Regions from separate parts of the Pan troglodytes genome. Here region 2 is linked to region 1. The links are chromatin contacts, called in public HiChIP or PLAC-seq maps. All regions are on one chromosome and are shown on one strand. Each heading gives the region's core, a stretch centred on a gene start, on an enhancer-like site or on the middle of the called end of the contact. The rest is flanking DNA. Distances are from core to core; before and after follow the strand shown.

Evidence for each region. HiChIP or PLAC-seq counts read pairs in DNA pulled down with a chosen protein or histone mark.
Region 2: an H3K4me3 HiChIP or PLAC-seq map of stem cell-derived excitatory neurons shows a contact between it and region 1, with 14 times the contacts expected there. The contact joins the promoter of SCLY here to the promoter of RAMP1 in region 1. A contact is called at or near these places in 2 of 7 Hi-C or Micro-C datasets (blood and stem cell-derived neural progenitor cells) and 1 of 1 datasets of contacts at active chromatin or transcription factors (stem cell-derived excitatory neurons).

The regions. Positions count from the first base shown.
Region 1 is chr13:140,032,918-140,037,364 of NHGRI_mPanTro3-v2.0_pri, forward strand. It overlaps RAMP1 (receptor activity modifying protein 1), which reads left to right and starts at 2,474. Exons shown (of 3, transcript XM_516183.8): 1 at 2,474-2,636. The coding sequence starts at 2,585.
Region 2 is chr13:140,232,583-140,237,088 of NHGRI_mPanTro3-v2.0_pri, forward strand. SCLY (selenocysteine lyase) reads left to right here and starts at 2,761. Exons shown (of 12, transcript NM_001302528.1): 1 at 2,761-2,883. The coding sequence starts at 2,795.

The sequences.
Region 1 (4,447 bases), core at 1,224-3,723:
CACCTTATTTGTTTCCCTGCTCTCAGGGGTCCCTGCACTTCTTGTGGTCCACTGTGACAACTGTTGTTTCATACATTTTGTCCAGTTTTTTAGTTTAAGATGGGAAGGTGAGTCCAGTCCCTGTAACTTCATCTCGGCTGGAAGCAGGAATCTTATGTTAATAGTGAATTTTTAGCAGTGTTGACCAGGCTTTGATTGTATCTTTAGCCCTACTGTGTATGCAGTAAAGCACTTGGCCATTTTCTGATCTCTTCCATTGTTTAACCTAATGCCCCTCTAGACTGAGGTACCCTGGGAGAGGAATGATTTTCCATGCTACCTCTGACCAGTTAGAAATACAGATACATCAGACTACAACTTCTGAAGACGGGAAGCCCACAGTAGTTGCTAAGGAATCTCTTACTTAGACCCAAGGTACACACAGGAAAATCATTAGGACAGAACATGCCTCTAGGTGTGTGCCTTACTTCAGCATTCTCCAGAGAACTGTGAATTTCTAAAGCATGTGAACTTGAGAAATAGGCTTTGTCTTCTTAGGAAAATGTATCCTTTAGGGGGTGTTGAGAAAACAGCAGTGACAGGGGCCTCTGGCCTTGCCTCCTTGCAGTCAAGCTTCAAAGAGAAAACGTTGGGAAGGAAGACTCCTGCTGAGCCTGATGAAAGAGGAGTCCCAGTTGCCAACCAAAAACATGCAGCCAAAGTCCACAAGCTACAAGTAGAAAGGGTGGCTCAAGCCAGAGTCCCTGGATATGGAGGGCGAGTGATGGCTGCAGAAAGATGCAGGTTCTTCTCCCCTACTATGACTGGCCATCGCCTAGTGCAGGATGTACGGTGGCCCTGTCCCAGGGCTGCGCTGGCAGCCACCCTTCCCCACTAGCTGTGCTGCTCTCACATGGCACGGCCTCTGGCTGCCAGGCCTGTGCTCGGGCCTGCGTTTCCCTTGTGCCCTTCTCTCCACCCAGCCCTCAGGACTGCCTGGGCTGCATTTTGTCCAAAGTCCTTTGTCTCCTTGCTTGCACTGCAGCTGAGGCAAGTGTCCCTTGTTCCGGGTGGCTCCTGTATTGTGGCGCTCATGTTATTGAGAGTTTTAGAGGTCACCCCCTAGATTCACCAATTGAAGGGCAGGGCTGGTCGATCTAACAGTGTCTTGCACATAGGGACACAAATGTCTGTTAAATGAAGAAAGTAGGGATGCCAGGCCACCCAATGGGGTGTATCTCCTAGGGTTCAAGAACAAGGGCTAATCAAGTCAAGAGAATGTGTGCCCTCCCCCACCATCTCACCCCTCACTCTCAGAACACTTGGGGCCCCTGCACAGGTGGTAGGCATGCTGGCCCTGAGTGCCCTCGCAGCCTGTGTTAGAAGAACCAGTGGATGACCTCGCTGTCGGCTGTCTCCCCTTCTCTAAGCTTACTGCAGGTGGCAGCAGCCTCTCAGCCACAGACTGTTCCCTTTCCTAGGAGAAAACGTTGGTCACTCAGCAATGCTGTGCACTTGCAGCTTCCACCACAAAAGAGACAGCTGTGGCCGCAGCACCAGGGTGGTGATTCTTCCCCCTCCAAGGGCAGTGGTGCATTCCTTAGCACAAGTATAAATTTACTGTTGCTAAGAGTTCTCGGAACAGGATAATACAAGAAGGAACCACTGCAAGTGAAATCCAGCCACCAGTAATGCCGAGAGGCCAGGCCTGTGCCTCCCAGAACCTGCTCCTCCGTAGGCTTCCCCGGCCCATCTCCAGAGCGCCCTCCTCTCACCACTTTACATAAACGAATGTACCCAAGATCCCCCATCAGTTTTCCATGCAGCTGCCAGAGTGCCACCAAAGCAAACCTCATCTCAGGACTCTGTGGCCAGGCCCTCACAACCTCCTGCCAGGCTCTCGCTACCTACCCATCAACGGCAAGACTCCCAGGCCATCTCAATCCCCCCAAAGAGCCCTGTTCCTCCAGCCCCACGGCTTCTGTTCACCTGCCGTGCTGTCCCCGCCTCTGCCCACCCACTCATCCTGCAGATCTGGAGCAGCATTCCAGGGCCTGGTAAGTGTGCGCCATTTTGGGTTACTACGGGTCTCGCCAGGCGCGGCGGCGAGTTTTGCCCCCCACGCTCCCCAGCGCCTGCACCTGGGCGGAGAGGTAGATAAGGCTGGGAGATCTTAGCCTTTTGCAAGGCAAACACCAGGCAGGAACGCCCAGAACCTCGGAGGAGGAGGAGGGGAAGATCCCCAGGTGGAGACCAAGGTGCCGCTCACGCTGAGTCGTCTAGGAGACCCTCCCTAGTTTAAAAAGTGTTTATTTGCTGGGAGAACATTTCAGGAGGCCTTCCTGGGACCCCAAGTGTGCCGCCCCCCGGGAGGGGCCTGGAGACGCCCGCGCGGCCCCCCTGCAAGGTTTTACCGGCCCTGGGCGCCCCCGGCCCTGGCACCCAGCCGGGGAGCCGCAGTGGGCCGGGCCGCGCGGCCGCCGCCTCCCACCGCTCCCGCGCCCGCTCCCGCCCCCGGCGCGTCTCCTCCGGGCCCGCGCCGCGGCGGGCTCAGTCCTCAGCGGGGCGCGTGGCGAGCGGACTCGACTCGGCACCGCTGTGCACCATGGCCCGGGCCCTGTGCCGCCTCCCGCGGCGCGGCCTCTGGCTGCTCCTGGGTGAGTAGGGCCAGGGGTCTCGGCCGAGCTCCCTTCCCCTGGCCAGCCGGTGTCCTCTAGGGGAGAGGAGGGGAGCGGGTGGGGGCGGACGCCGCGGGCGCACAGATCCGCTGCCCTTGAACGCGGGCCGCCCCGGTTCCAGGCGGGAGGCCCCAGGGTACAGGGGAGGCGGAGGGCGCGGACCGGTGTTGCGCTTCTCGCCGGGGAAGGGACGGCTTTGGGGACGTCGGAGAGCGGGCATTCTGGAAAGCGTGGGGCGAGTCAGCCCTGCACACTGGAGAAGTAGTTTTCAGAAGGAAAAACAGGACGCGGGATTCCCCAGCCCCGCACCTCGTTTCTCAGGCTGTGCGCCGCGGTGACTGCCAGCGCAGGCTCCCTTCCCTAGGCCGTCCCGCGTTGCAAAACCTGCAGACAGGCAGCTTGCAGAAGACGCAGTGTTCGGAAATCAGAACCACAGCCGGTTTGTATGGAAATTAGTCAACACTGACAATCTGTCGCCTGCAGCAGTTGCTTGTTTGCAAATCACGTCTTTTGCAGAAATGAGGCCAGCCCTTTTCGGGACATTTCCATCGCTTTTTTTCTTTTTTCTTTTGGTTTGCTTGTTAACTTGGCACTTTTGGCTAATAGAAATTTAAAGAAGGACGGGTCCCTTGGTGAAGTGGTGGAACATGTTTGGCTTTCCACTTGGAGGGAGAAGTGGAGATTAGCAGCAGCCCCATGGCCACAGGAACTGGCCACACACTCGGCAAGAAACGGTGCTGTTCACTTCCCTTGTCTGTAATGTGTTCCTAAAATGCTAACTCAAGCCCCTTCTAAACCGCTTTGGTTATTGCATTATTCCGTGTATTTAGCTACCTTTTAACGGAAACTGTGAATAGGTTACTGGCGTGGGAGAACCCAGTGTCCCTGGGAAGGCCGGAGCAGTTGTTTCTGGTATGTGTGGCCTTTCCCCGGAAACAGTGATGTTGGTCAGAGGCACCTGCCGCACAAGACCTCTTCGGCGCTGGCACTGGGCAAGCAGGGACCACCGGCGCTGTTGTAGCTGGGGGAGCGGTTCGTGGCCCAGCAAGGAGAGCGGCCAGGGCTTCTTGGGAGCCATGGATTTCTGGTCCCTATTTGTAAACCTCTCCAAGGGGTGGCAGATCTGCATAGAATCCTCAGAGGCCGATATAATATAATCTGAAAGCGGATCTTGCCACTTTAGAGTTTTGGCTGAAGTTACGTGGAAAGCAGAATCTCGCAGTAATTTTATTCTCTCCATTTGGCTTGACATGGCCTTCACTGTTTTCGTTTCCTAAGAAACAAATATTTCTTTGTTAGCAAGGCAGAGAGCTGGGTTGTGGAATATTTTTTACATAAATAACCAAATAAATAAACGTTCTTTACTAGTGTCCAGAGGCTGAACCCTCTAAAGCTTGTGTAAATAAAGCACTATGTCACGATCACATATAAAGACCTTCCTTGTTTACCAAGAAAACTATTCATGTTCTGCCGAAAGTCCAAAGTCCTGTAATTTTAACGTTATTTTGAGTGGCCTGGCTAATGTTATATCTTGGAAGAACAAACAAAACTTTATGAGGTTATCAGCAAATTAATGTCATTGGAGCCCAGCTGTAATTAGTAGAATTACTGAGCACAGGCTGTTTCCTTCCCAAACTGTAGCACTAGCCAGGTCTCCTTGGTGATGAAGATTTTGCTACCCAGAATGGCAATGTGGAATTTTTTTAAGTACTCTAGTTTACAGGTTTAAGAACTTATCTGTGACAATTTTACAATCAAGCTATCTGTCTTAGGTAGTTATTAAGAATCTC
Region 2 (4,506 bases), core at 1,511-4,010, 200 kb after region 1:
TTGGCCAGCCCAGAAAGGGGCTCCCACCGTGCAGTGGTGGGCTGAAGGGCTCCTCAAGTGCCACCGAAGTGGGAGCCCAGGCAGAGGAGGCGCCCAGAGCGAGCGAGGGCTGCCAGGGCTGCCAGCACGCTGTCACCTCTCACTATCTTCATGGAGATGCCATTCCTCAAATGTCTGGCCACTATGGGGCACTTGTGTTTGTATTAGAGACATCTTGGTAGGTCATCTGTTGCATGTGTGACCAGTATACTTGGAATGGTGGTAGCTGCTGCTGCATGTTGTACCCTAAATTGTTTTCAGCTGGGCTACCTCAGCACCTGGGCTTCTGTATGTTTGTACTCAATTCTTTCGGGGTATCACCAGCCATCTTGGACACTATCTTGTCTGACTCCACCACTACACTCACTATGTTCACCTGGAAACACAAACCTTATTGCTGCCTAACTGGCCCAAGGAGTGCTTGGGATGAATCGTCACCTTGTCCATTGTCCTTGGGCTCCTATCCTTACAGCCTTCCAAACAGATTTAGAGAATGAATTCTCCCCATGCCTATCAACTTCCCTAGCCACCTTTACTCTTAACTTCATCCCCTATCGTCTCCTCCAGGACTTTGGCTCCTCTTTCTTGCATGTCCTGTTAGCTACCTCCCTTTAGCCTATGAACATGTTCAGTCTCTATTTGCTCTTAATCTTTTTTTTTTTTTTTTTTTTTTTTGAGACGGAGTCTCACTCTGTCACCCAGGCTGGAGTGCAGTGGCATGGTTTCAGCTTCACTGTGTAACCTCCACCTCCCAGGTTCAAGTGATTATCTTGCCTCAGCCTCCCCAGTAGCTGGGATTACAAGCATGCACCACCATAGTCGGCTAATTTTTGTATTTTTAGTAGAGACGGAGTTTTGCCATGTTGGCCAGGCTGGTCTCGAACCCCTGACCTTAGGTGATCCGCCCACCTCAGCCTTTCAAAGTGCTAGGATTACAGGGGTGAAGCACCGCGCCCAGCTTGCCTGTAATCTTATACGCCTTTTTAATTCCTCCTTTCTCAACCGTTTTAAGAGTTGACTGCATTCTTCATTTTTTCATATCCCATCTTTGCATTCTAACTTCCATGCCTCTCCCATGACTGAGACTTCTCTCGCTAGTTTATCAGTGCCTCCTAATTGTTACGCACAGTAGACTTCGGATTGCCTCTCAGCCACACTTTACACTATTATCTGTCTTCTTGACTTTTTTGACATTCCTTCTCAATTCCCTTTCCTTTCCTCCTCTTTTGACTGTTCTCATGCTCCTGTGCATCCATTTGCTTCTTAAATGTTGGTGGGCCCTTTGCTACTGGCTGCATTTGGCAAGAAATGAGCTGCGTTTATAGGGAAGAATGAGAGGGAATGAGTCCAGAAATGTGCAGATTTGCTGTGCTGGAAAAGCCAAGTTATTCTGGACCCCAACAGGACACAAAATAGAGAAAGCCCATGAAAAGCCAATTAAAATTCAACCTCTTGGCAAAGCATGCTTGAAACCGAATTTTGGCTCCAGCCACTACTCGTGTGAACTTGGGCAAGATGCCTTTCTGTATCTTGGATTCCTCATACATAAATACCTACCAGACTGGGTTAATCATCAAGATTAAATTAGTGAACACACGAAAAATACCTAGAACACTGCCTGGCATAGTTCAAGGCTCAATTAAAGGTAGACACTATTATGCCAAAAAAAAAAAAAAAAACCCAAAAAACAAAAAAAGTGACGGTAGGATGGCTTCGTGAGAGTTCAGGGATTTTTGCTCATTTTTACCACTTTCACACTGACTTTTCGTAATGGTTGGCGGGACACCAACCATTGGTGGATGTTTACACTTGTGACTGTCTCACAGACAACTCAACATGTCCAAAGCTCAACCCATCATCTTTCCCCCTCCCGTGTTCCCTCTTACCCAGATAAAGGCACTAACATCTTCCCAGTCACTTGTCTAATCCTTGCTTCCTTCCTGTCCCTCATGCCCCAATTCCTATTTAACGGCCTAAACAGATCTTGAATTAATCTTTCCTGCGTTTCCACGCCCACTTAGAGTCCCTCATCTCTGGCCCTATTTTCTCAATGCCCTCCCATCCTCTACTCCAGATCCCCTCAAGTCCATCCTCGATGCGTGACTCTTAACTTCACGCCATCCAGGTCCCCTATGGAGCCGCTCCCACTAACGGACGCGCAGGTCCAGCGGACCTGCTCATCACTGTCCAGGGTGGCCTGCGGGAGACCCCCGGGGCCCTGGCCCTGCTGCCGCGGTCCCGGCACTTCCCCTCGAGGGTTCGCGGCGAACAAGGCGGCGCGGCCCCGGCTCTCCCGGAGTGCACGGTCCCGCGCTCATGCGGCTAGAGGGAGGCACCCGCAAGACTGCCCAGCCGCCTCTGCTCCTCAGGTCCAGCTCGGGCCCCGCCTGCTCTTACGCCGACTAACCGGCCACGGCCCGATGGCGGCCCTGCCCCAAACAGCGAAGGTCACGGGGCTCCCCCGGAAGTGAAAGTGCGGGGATCCGCCGGCCCAGGAGACGCGGCTCCTCTCGCCCAGTTCCCGGGAAGCTCTGTGACGCGCTAGGCCCCGCCCCCACCCGTCACCTGACCCAGCGCAGCCCCGCCTCCCCGCTGGGGGCTCGGCGGCCCTCTGAAGCGGGTGGATTGGCTGGGGGTGCTTCGCTCAGCCAATCCGGACGCGCCCAGGCGTCGCGGCCCCGCCTCCTCCCCGGCGCTCTGGGCCCTTAGCGCTCCGCGGGAAGGAGGCTGGAACCCCGGCAGCAGTGGGGCGGGGATGGAGGCGGCCGTGGCGCCGGGGAGGGATGCGCCGGCACCCGCGGCGAGTCAGCCCAGCGGCTGCGGGAAACACAACTCGCCGGAGAGGTGCGCGCCTTCAGGGCAGGGCCGGGGAGCGGCCGGCGCCTGTCGCCGATTGTCCCGCGCGGGAGGACGAAGGGGGCTGCCGGCCTGTGGCCGCTCTCGCGTGGGGCGTCCCGCGCGGGGGTGTCCGCGAGGTCGGCCTAAGTCAGGGATGCGAGCTTCGAGGAGGAACGGGTGCGAGCTGTGGCCCCGCAAGGGCCCACGGAGAGGTGACTTTGGGGCCGAAACCCGAGTGACTTCCAGGGGTGAGGTTTGCAGGTTCTGGGGAAACAGAGCCTGCCAGGAAGAGGGCACACCAGATGCGAAGGGCAGGGGACTTGCCGGAGGTGAACCGGCAGAGCCCCTGAGCCCGGGAAGAACTTTGGGGTTCATTCGGAGCCTTTTGGGGCCTCGGAAGTTGATCACGGGGCGATGCGATTTAAGTGTTTTGAAAGAGTCCTTCTGGCTGCTTCCTAGAAAGTAGGGGCGCGGGTAGGCATGGGACGAGAGGAAGCCGGGAAGCCAGTTGGGGATCTTGTAACAACCTAGGAGAGAGATGTGGTGTGCGCCCAGAAACGGATGCGTTGGTAGGAAGCTGGTGCACTGGGGCAGGTGAAAGGGAATCAAGGGTTCTCCCAGACTGCTGGCCCAGCTGCAGGAAACGGGATGGCCACCGCTGAGAAGCGCGGAGACCCGGAGCACGTGGTGTTCATACTAGTTAAGTCCGAGAAGAGCAGGAGGCAGGGGTATGCATTTTCTGGTTTGTGTGTCTTCTTTCCAGACCCCTCTTTTTCCTTTTTGTGAGCTCATTCGCTACCCATGCTTAGAATATGAGGGGGTCCAGGCCTAAAGCACACACATTTGGCATTCTGCCTTGGTTGGAACAAAGTGAAGGGATCTGGGAAAATATCCCCTAGGGAATCAGTGGAGCGAGATTCCCAAGATTTTTTATTTTTTGGTTATGAACTAACAAAGTTGAGCCTGCTCATCCAATACTGATAGCATTTTAAGGAAGCAGCAAATAATGAAGCAAAAGAATGTGTAAAGTATTAATCTGAACAAAATAGATTTGTTCAGCCCAGCAGCAGATTGAAGAGCTATAGTTGCTCAACAAACACTAGCTAGCCTTAGGTACTTTGGATGCTTATTTATAGGAAAGAAAAACAGATTTAAGGACACATGCAAAGTCAAGCCGGGCTGGGGGATTCCTAGGACTATTAATACTAGTACCAGAGTGGTAAAGGATGGCGAGTCAAACTTGTCAAAGCCTTGTACCTATTGAGTGATTTTTTTTTTTTTTAATTGAGATGGAGTCTCACTCTGTCACCCAGCCTGGAGTGCAGTGGCGCAGTCTTGGCTCACTGCAACATCCACTGCCCGGGTTCAAACGATTCTCCTGTCTCAGCCTCCCAAGTAGCTGGGATTACAGGCACGTGCCACCACGTCCAGCTAATTTTATTGTATTTTTAGTAGAGATGGGGTTTCGCCATGTTGGCCAGGCTGACCTTGAACTCCTGACCTCAGGTGATCTGCCCGCCTTGGCCTCCCAAAGTGCCGGGATTACAGGCGTGAGCCACAGGGCACAGCCTGTTGAGTGATTTTGAACAGAAAAGATGCTTCATTACAACTAATGCACATTCTGTCCAC